Regions from separate parts of the Drosophila melanogaster genome. Here region 2 is linked to region 1. A link is a contact called in public Hi-C data. All regions are on one chromosome and are shown on one strand. The core of a region is the stretch at or near the end of the contact, and the rest is flanking DNA. Distances in the headings are between cores, read along the strand shown. Region 1 holds the start of robo3 (roundabout 3). Region 2 holds the start of COX7AL2 (Cytochrome c oxidase subunit 7A-like 2).

Region 1 (4,866 bases), core at 1,319-3,818:
TGGCATTCGAATTGGGCCAAAAGCTGTAACAGATATGGGAAAATATTGTATTTATATTTATAAATAAAGCTCGAATTAAAGGCACTTAGTGAATTGTAATCCATATTTGGGTACGCGAAAAAATCTGAAACTCCGACAGAATACAGAGGTACGATTAATTTACCCAAAAGAAGAATCTTTCGCTGAAAGTATTTAATTTTCTTTTATTGGATACACCGCACACGAGCAGAAGGCAGCCAACCCACTAAAATGCCAATATATTTTTTGTTCGAAATTTATTGCATACTTTCGAGAGTAGCGTGGGAGCGGGCGAGAGGATCTGCGCGAGCAGGACGGCGATACAAGGACACGCGTGTTGTCGGGATTTATTTATTTACTCCACCATATCCTTCATCCTGCATTGGCGGATTTTGTGCGCTGATAAAAATTTTGACATGCCAAACGAGGGGAGCAGCCGGGAAAAGAATTTCGGGGGGGGGGGGGGATAATGGAAAGCCCGAAGAGGATGTAACAACAAAATGACAGGATATTATTCAATTGAATTCGTTTACATGCATGAACTACATAATAAAAATGCCCTTAACCAAAAAAGGAGATCCAAGCGTAAAAAACGCAAATTGAACAGCGGCAACATGGCCGCACACACACATATGTACATATGTACATACATACATACTCGTATATGTGCTACCTCCGAAAAATATGAATAATCTTTTGTATCATTTGTGGCCGGGCAGAAATGCTTTTTTGTGGGCCCACATTTATATGTTTGCTTTTTGGGGCAAAGTGTGGGAAGCCCCTTGTTAAATGCGCATATTTTATGCAACAAAAACATGCCGCTTGAGCCATGCCCCTGAGTACTCACTTGTATTCAGAGCCACGACTCGAATTCATACTCATTTCGCTTAGTTAGCCAGCCCGAGGGGAATCCCCGGCTTGTTTCTCGTTTCTTGGCAGAACATTTTCCACTAATTTGTTGGGCTGAAAGCAGCGGAAATTGTTTTGCGTCTGGCACAAAAGTTTTGCTCATACGAATTCCCATTTGATGGCTACAACTTATTGGTGAGATAAGCAAGAGTTATAAATTATAGTTGGCAAAAGTTTTCGGGAGGAAGTAATCAATGCATTACGCATAAGCATGTTTGAGCGGATGGAACGATTCGGGAAATGCCTTAAGTTATCTGCCAGTTTAGGCCAATAAATGCAAATCAGGAAATATGCTAATCTGGCAACTAAAGTTTGGTAGCGATTAGGCAGGATGAGCAAGGGAATTAATTCAGAGTGTAGATTTAATGGAAATTGTGTTGCCACAATAACTCTACTACTTGGAATATTATGTGTGAAATGTTACCAAGCTTAGTTATTCAACATTTGATTTATCAATAATAACCGAATTATATTTCAGTCTATTCTTAGCTCATTTTGATTCAAAGTTTTAAGTCTTAGTAAATTGCTTTGGTGGCTTCTTCAGCTATCAGCACGGACTTTATCCATTTACTAATGCCGAGTATTTATGTATCTTTCTGGGACAAGTCTGTCTCCGGAATGCAGATTCCCAGTCAAGTCTACGTATCAATAAACCAGCATTCAGGTGAATCCAAGCCTGACAACCAACATTCTGGCAAGCCTTTGGACGAGCCATTCAACACCTGTCGGCAATCATCATAAATATGCCCGGCTCCCAAAACATCTCGGCCAAGTGAGTCGGATGAGTTAAATGCAACTCATTACGGGATCGCAGAGCTATACAAATGTCGTGCATTCACGAGCTGGCACTTCTGTCTCTGTTGAGCAATTTTCTATGGCATATTTGCAATTGCAGGCCGGCTGAATTGCACTTGAATTGCACCCGTCTCCGCCTTTCATCCACATCCATATCCACCCACTCGGAGCCCAGAACCCAGAGCTTGTGGCAGCTGCACAAACAGAGAATGCCAGGCAAACGCAGGAGAGGATAGGATGGATTGATGGACGGAAGGAAGGAAGTCCATGACCAGGATAGGTTTTTGCACCAGTTGTGTATTTTTATTCGAGCTTACCTTGTGCATGGGTCCACTTGAGCAGGAAAACGATGAATACGAAACGTAAATCCATTTTACAATTTTTTACAGTATTTCGCCTTAAGATAAACTGGCTAAAAAAGCTGAGCACGAGCACTTATTTGCCCAGCCCAACTCCTGGCACACACACACACAAATACACACCGGCACACAGACACAGGGGAGCGACTCCCGCAGGGATATAAAGATATATATATCTATTCGAGTTGCTTGATTTTTACTCGACTTCCATTCGCACACTATTCGCTACACTTCCCCTGCAGTTTAGCAGTTTACAATGTATTTTGCGGCCGCAGTACTTCCGCTTCCTTTTTGGCCAGGCCAAATTTGGCCAAAGTCTGGCCCTCGCATGTCCGTTGTGTCAATTAGCTGATTTCCGAGCAATTTCGCACTTCGTTTGTTTATGTTTGCTGCCAATCCAGTCGCCCACGAAGCTGGCCCAAACAACTGGGCACCAAAAAAGCTCGACACGCGCTCACTTTCAGCTCGATAACCGTTGGCGGCAGTAACCAAAACTCAACTGAACGGCGTCCCACGGCCAACTCGATATGGGGTTCCTTCAGATCCGGAGACCGGGAACAGTCCACAGCAATGTTCGCTGGGTGGTGAGTTCCGGCCTTCGGAGCAGCTCGGCCAGTTCGGAACTCGGGGAACTGGGGAAGTCGGAAGAGCAACATTTCGGAGTAAATTCCTGCAGGCAAATCAGCTGTTTCAGCGGGGAAAGCTCGGGAAAACGAAAAGTAATCGAATTCCGTATGATAAGGAGGTATCATCATATAAGAGGCTTTCTGTAATGTTTGTAATGCTATGTGTTTCCGTAAAGTACAATCATACTAGTAAATTTTATAACAAAATGGCAGCCTTCTAATGGTAGTTTGGTGTTTATCTTATATCAATAGGGTTTTTAAAATTTCCAAAAACAAATAAATAATATTGAAATGGCTTCTCAACATTGTAGTTTCTGGTCTCAGTCAGGTTTGTTTATCATCACAGTTGCGAGCATAAACATTTGTTGCTGAATCCTGCCGGCAAAAGTGGTGAGTCTGCGCACTGGCCGAATAAACAACATTTTCGGAGTTTCAACCGGAATTCCTTCGCTCTCTGAATGCTTACAACATTGTGAGAGAATGGTAAAATATATTCACTGAATGAGAACCAGAAAAGCAGCGAGTAAGTTTGAATATTTCGAAATAGCCGTTAAATGCCGATGCAGATAAGATATATTCCAGTTGCACAGTAATGACACTCCTAATAGATGCTGATTACAGATATCAATGTCATGATTGAAACCTATTGTTTTGCTAATATCAAAATAATTAATCATTTCAAGTATTACTTTAATTTGATAGCTTTCATATCCTTCTACATATTCATCAATCCCCTGACTTTATTCACATGACTTCGAGTTCTTTGTTTTCCCCCGGGGCATTAGGCACTTCAACTTGCTGCTAACCCGCATTTGAGGGCAATCTGCTGAATCGAACCAAACATCAGTGGCATAGTTAATTAGGATCTCGGGAGCCGACATCGTCTTTCACCTGCTGATTCCTGTCGTTTGCAGGCACCGCAATCAAAATTAGCTCAGTGGCTTGCGGTGGTGATGCATTTGGGTCCCCGCGCCCTAGGAGTCCCCACCACATCATTCCTTTCGCCCCCATTCTAGATCGCATAAACAACAATTAAAACGCTACAAATTGCACACACAAACATCCTTCAAAGGATGTGACCCATTCCCCGCTACCCGGCTTTTCAGTCCGGTAAGTATTCTCTTTTTGCCGTTCCCCGCTGTTTTTCTCTTTCTTCAATTATTTCCGATTATTACCAGGAGGAACTCAATGGAAAAGCAGGGGGAGGGAGGGCGAGGGATGGATGGCTGAGGTCGAGGTGGATGCTTCAAAATCCATGTTAATTGCTATTTTGCTCCCATTGGCTTTAAAAATCCTTGCAAGAAAACTAACAACCTGGGGGTCAGATTTTCCTGATTTGCCATTCATTCTACGGCCAGGACAATAACAACTCCGAGGGAATATCCTTGCTGCTCCCCTAGTACACTTTCCTCTGCTTTTACTCGTGGGAAAAGGGAGAACCGGAGAACAGACAGAATGGAAAGATGCGGGGGGAGTGGGAAATTACACTGGCGACCCAGTAAAGTAAGTTCCGAAGATAAACTGCAATCGAAGAACGTTGACTGAATGATAAATTACACTTGACAATGGACACCCACACATCCTTACACCCCCACACATCCACTCACACTCTTGCAGATGTGACGCGTGTGTGGCAGGACTCCACTGTCCAGGACTCCACTTTTCCTCCAGCTGGCCTTCTTTTGCTCGTTTGTCATAAGTTTACTTTTAATATAAAAGTTTCCTCGCTTTGGTTATGTTGAAAAGTGATCATCGTGATAATTACACGCCCATAATGATGGGGCTTGTGCACAGTGGGTCAAAAGCAACTATAAAGGACATAACATATACAAATATAAATACAAATTATGAGTTCCTTTACCAAATCATGTATAAATTAAATAATTATTTATAAATTTACCAATCTATCATAATGTCTAACTGATTGCAGCACTTATGCGCGCATTTGTTTAATTTTAAATGCATTTATTAGATGACAGATGAGCCGTCTGTCAACCCATATTTCATAAAAAGTTGAAGGCACTTTTCGCATTCCTTGGCAGCGTGGTTTTGGGCGTCAAGCTGGGTCCGTCCGTCAGGGGGCGCCACTGCCACCGTGCCCGAAGATTTATGTGCTCATGTGGTCAGAGATACGAAGGACCCCCGCCAGGACTTCTCCA
Region 2 (5,068 bases), core at 1,917-4,416, 940 kb before region 1:
ACAAAAAAAATGAATACATTTTCTGACTTGTAAATAAGATACAATTGAATAAAAACTTCAATGCTAATATAATGCTATTATGTTTTAAGCATGTTTTAGAATATCACTCAATCGGATGACCAATGCCGTTTTTCTTTCTGTGCAGCCGGGGGTGGGGCAGAAGGGGCAGATAAGTGCAGCTACGTGCACATAGAAGAAATTGCACGCCGTACGAACACGATGACGTTGGCGTAATTGCAGCCGCAATGCAGCAGGGAAAGGGGTCACAGTCGTGAGGAGGGAAGAGTAGCTTAAAGCATTGAGCTGACTTAGCAACAGTGAAGTTTCAGCCATAAAACATAGTTCCCAAACAAAACTGAGAATAAATACACTGAACACACAGTTTGGTGATAGGTAATCAAAAAGTAAACAATATTAGAATCAAATGAATAAAACGCTTCGAACTCACCAACCATAAATTTAACGTTTACTACCTTATGGGGTAGTATGGAATATCCTACAGCTACTACACGTTCCTGTACTCCATATCCATATCCAAATCTTCCCACCTTTTAGCGCTCTTTCTCTTTCTGCTGAGTTCAGAAGAACGAGCGAAGAGCGCGAGCGGAAAGATTGGAATGAGAGGGTGCAATGCACTGACCGCGAGTACATTGGCCCCACTCACACACCGACAATCAAGACGGGGTAGAGCACAACCTTATGCGGCCTATCGCTGTCTCGCTCGCAGCGTTGCGACGTTTTTTGCCGTTACGTGTTACGTCATCCTCTTGGGGAGCTCTGATCGCCTGTTCCATTAACATCGCATGACGCAAACTCCACCGAAAACGTACATTTTACAACCACACCGAGTACATGGAACCGCGAGTGGATCCCTCGACGTAGCTCCGTGGGGCCTCCCCGCATTCCGGGGGCAACTGCTCGACAGCGGCGGGCATAGAAAATCATTAGAAGTTACCCAAGAGCTACCAAGTTGTCATAGAAATAGCAAAAGTCTGGCCGACAACTTGGTAACGCAGCCGGCAACTGGGAAACTTGGAAACTGGCGCAACTGGCAACTGGGAAACTGGAACCGAGCTCGGGGGGTCTCGTGTTGAGCCGGGGATTGGGTTTCAGGTTTGTGGCTCCAGTGCGGGATTGGGATTGGTTTCTTCTGGCTGGAGCAGCGAACCGCTGCTAACATCGATTGGGTGGCCGTGCGGCTGTAAGAATTAACATAACAAATCCCACTCTTCCTGCTGAACACCCCGCATTTTCCATTTTCGCGTTATAATTTCAAATTTTTATAGCGCAGTTTCTTGGAGCCTGTTCGTTTATATTTTAAACACACAAACGTCGCGCTTCCCACAGAAGCGGTATAAAATGTCCGGCCACTTGGGTTTCCTAGCCGCTCTTCGGGTTCGGGGCACGCCTTCTAAAATTATAATTTATTATTATTATATCTCGTTTGCCTAATTACACCAGGAAAACAGAAGTGGCCCAGCCGTCCAGCACCGGCGGTGAAGAGTAGCCAAAGCTCGCGACGTGCATCCAAAACCGCAGCGCAGGCAACAGGCCACCATCCTCATCCAGACCATGGCCAGAAAGGCAGATAAAGCGAGTAGTACTCCAGACCCACTTCCATTACCACATCGATCGCTCACTGGGAGAAAAGGCGTGTGCTTTTCCCACGACTAGCGAGGTGATCCAGTGATTACGTTATCGTCAAGAGTATTTAAAATTAAATGTTATAGATTCATTATCCCAGAGATGTATACAAAAACTTGTTGTATTATGGTGGATGAGCTCTATAGTCATAACTCTTTTACATATTTCTTTCTCCCAGTGCCTTTCCACAAAAATCCGGGGCATTCGCTGTTTTCCGATTTCTGCGCTTTCGTTTTTGCCTTGTTGGGGCAAAAAATCGAAAAAGATGGCTACTAGCAGGGCGGGCTAACAGAAATCATAGCAGAGCGGACCAGAGACGGCCGCCCAAATGGGGAGCACCTCCTCAAAAGATGGGGAAGATGCCACAACTCTCACTCGCCGAAGAACGGAACGGAAATGGTTGGTGGCGGGGTGCTGTTAGATAGAGACGGCGGTACTATTTAAGGGGCTCCACTACGGAACGTAGCACAAGTCGAGACCTTCTCAAGGTCCCGTCCTCCAATCGGAGGCCTCCACATTTTTAGTCGCAGCGCACACACGCCGACATGGGGAAGTCTTGACTATCGTAGCAGGCGATCAGAAATCGCCACACAGGCGGCAGGTGGCAGGTGGGGCGGTGGTTTGCTCACTTCTGTGGGGCGTATGCGGGGAAATCCGATTGCCAGGCATTTCAATTGCGTACTCGTGTTTGTTTCGCCGTATCAGTCAAATAAGCTGCCGTCTCTTTCCGACGCCATCTGCCCTCTTACTCACACCTTCCGTTGTTTCGCCCGAGTGTGTTACGTCACGCTATACCGCCGTATCGTCGGCGGTTTCGCAAGGGGAACGCAGGGTCTTCGACTACGTGTGCTCAAGTTTTGGGGATTCGTAAAGCTCAAAATGGGAATATATGGGCACAATATACATATATAATAATAAACGATTAACTACTGGATTCGGTTATATGTTGGTTATTCAAAACCCAAAGGATGATCTGACTTAAAAGAAAGTCCTTTTTCTTACAATAAGTGTGCTACGTCCCCTAATTATATCCCAAAAATTTCGAAACAAACCCCAATTTGCGATTCTTTCCCCCTTGAGTCAAACACCCAAAACTCAAATCAATATTCTCCAGCTTACAGGCAAAGTTGACACAATCCACCTGGCCAACAGGTGCGACAGCACGACAATTGGTTTCCAAAAAGACGCCACCCCGAACTGTAAGGCCCATTTGGAGGTCTGGGTATTCCGCACGGCTCGCTGGGGGGCGTTGCCAAAAGGATACTTTCATTTCGTGCCCGGCGAGAGAGTGCAAACAATTTTTAGTGAAATTTTCGAATAGGCGAACAGCAAGCTCCCTTTTTTTGCGAGGGGTTTTTGGTTCCGATTCCGATTCTGCCGACGACACTTGATGATGATACTGCTCGCTCGTACACACACCCGTATTTGGTTTGTTGTGTGTGTTTGTGGTGTGTTACGTTTTTTATGCCGCCTCTTTTTTGTTTTTGTTCATGCGCACACGGAAAAGGTTCTAAATAATGACGGGAGCGCCAGCCAGAACAGCAACTACAACAACAACCAACAACCACAACGACCACTAAGAACGATAAAACAAACACAGAAACAAACAGGAGAAGCAACAACAACGCGAGCCAAGAGAACACACACACCAAGCACACCACTGCTAAATCTGAAAAGCAAAAACAAGGTGGGTGGTGCGCGAGAAAGAGCCGGTAAGGGGGCGGTGGGTCGGGGCTGCCTGTCTCGCTCGCACTCGCACGACATTGACTTTGAAACACATTTGACAGCCCCAGGCAGAAGAAGAAGAACAACAACTCGTGATCGTGATCACGACAAAACAAACCCGAAGCAGCAACACCGAGATAACCAACATGCAGACCAAAACTATAAACAACAGCAATTTGTTCAGTTCTCATCAGAAGTGATAAATTTGATTATAAAAAAAATATACTTAATTTAATCTAAATTCGAAATCTATTTAAAAATTACTGGCACTTAAAGTACTATTTGACTATATTACACAACATATGATTTGCAGAATAATATAATCAAAAAAGCTATGAGATAGCTATTTTCCCGCTCACTGCGCGCCATCTCCGATTGCCCAATCATGTGCTCCCGCCAGGTAATTAGCATTTCTGACTGCCTCTCTGTCGCACGCACAAGCAACATGACAACCCAATTCACCACGCCAGAGCGAGCGCAAAGGTAAACGAACTGTAACCCCCTTCCCCCTTTTCCGATGAACAACGCACACATGTGCTCACTCGTTTCCTTGTGTGCGTAGGCATATTTCAATGCCAAGGTGACGACCTCGCCGCAGTAGATCGCTCTCGCTCGCTCGCTGACTGCCCGACGGTCGTCTCGCTCGCTCTTACGGCGCATAGATCGACCTGCTGCACTTGCTGCTCTACTGTTACCGTTAAAACTTAAACTTAAAACAGTTCAAACATTTTTTACAACACAAAATTCGCCGCCAGAGGAGCGCGAACCTCGACGTATCCACCATTATCGCACTGAATGCCATTCAATCCACTCGCCAAACTCACTCGCACCTGCCACGCCCCGAAAAAGCGGCGGGCGGAGGATACGAGTACGACTACGAGTACGAGTGAGTGAATAGTGTGAATGCCGTATATTCGTAGCGGTTTTGTGAATTTTGTGACGGGCCAGCAGGAGCTCGCGCTGGTAGCTGGCGGACGTTGTGCGGGCACGAAAGGGATGAATATATGCCGCAATGTTTGCTCAGTGCTCGCGCTCCCACTGCTGCGTGCGCTGCGCGCCTGATAACTGTTTTAGTTAAAGAGCAATCCATTTTGTTTTGCCCCACGAAAAGGAGTAGCGCCAATGTTCTGTCCCCATCGCAATCGCACACGCCATATCGCCGTCTCAACTGGCATGCATCAAAGCCGCGCGCCACTGGACGCGATAAAGAGAGGGAAAAGGGCAGCAGATGCAGCAGTGGAGATTCTTTGGGGCAGCACTATGATTTAAGTGGGCCATCGTGATTAGTTCCCCTTGCACCTGTTTAAGTACCAAATTTAAAGCTTTGTTTCCCTTCGGTTAATAATTATTATTTTGCTACTTAAGCTTAAAGCGCATTGGTACAAAAGCTTAGGTACATCCATTCATCCATCTTCCAAAGGGCTCTGCAAAACCTTAGCTTATTTTTAAAGCTTGGAATAGAGAAAAGAATTGCTTGCCATTCTTTCCAACCATGCCATTCCTTCTGTCATTTTGCTCCAAAATGTTTATGGTTTGAATTTAAACATGCTTGATATTCTTGGGAGCTGGGGATTGCATGTTATTTTTGTTTATGCTGGATGAGATGGGGAGATGCTCCCCGCATCCCCCCTTCGCATCATTTTGGCTTTCTGATAAAAACTTTCAATCCGCAAAGCACGAAAAAAGCATTAACAGCGCT

The links. Hi-C and Micro-C count contacts between places; a contact is called where the count stands out from the background.
Region 2: a contact with region 1 is called in a Hi-C map of the Kc167 cell line, with 2.7 times the contacts expected there. The contact joins the promoter of COX7AL2 here to the promoter of robo3 in region 1. A contact is called at or near these places in 1 of 107 Hi-C or Micro-C datasets (the Kc167 cell line) and 1 of 6 datasets of contacts at active chromatin or transcription factors (the Kc167 cell line).

What each region holds. Positions count from the first base shown.
Region 1 is chr2L:1,254,119-1,258,984 of dm6, reverse strand. robo3 (roundabout 3) reads right to left here and starts at 2,568. Exons shown (of 13, transcript NM_001382178.1): 1 at 2,040-2,568. The coding sequence starts at 2,094.
Region 2 is chr2L:2,196,010-2,201,077 of dm6, reverse strand. COX7AL2 (Cytochrome c oxidase subunit 7A-like 2) reads left to right here and starts at 3,166. Exons shown (of 3, transcript NM_001272983.1): 1 at 3,166-3,769.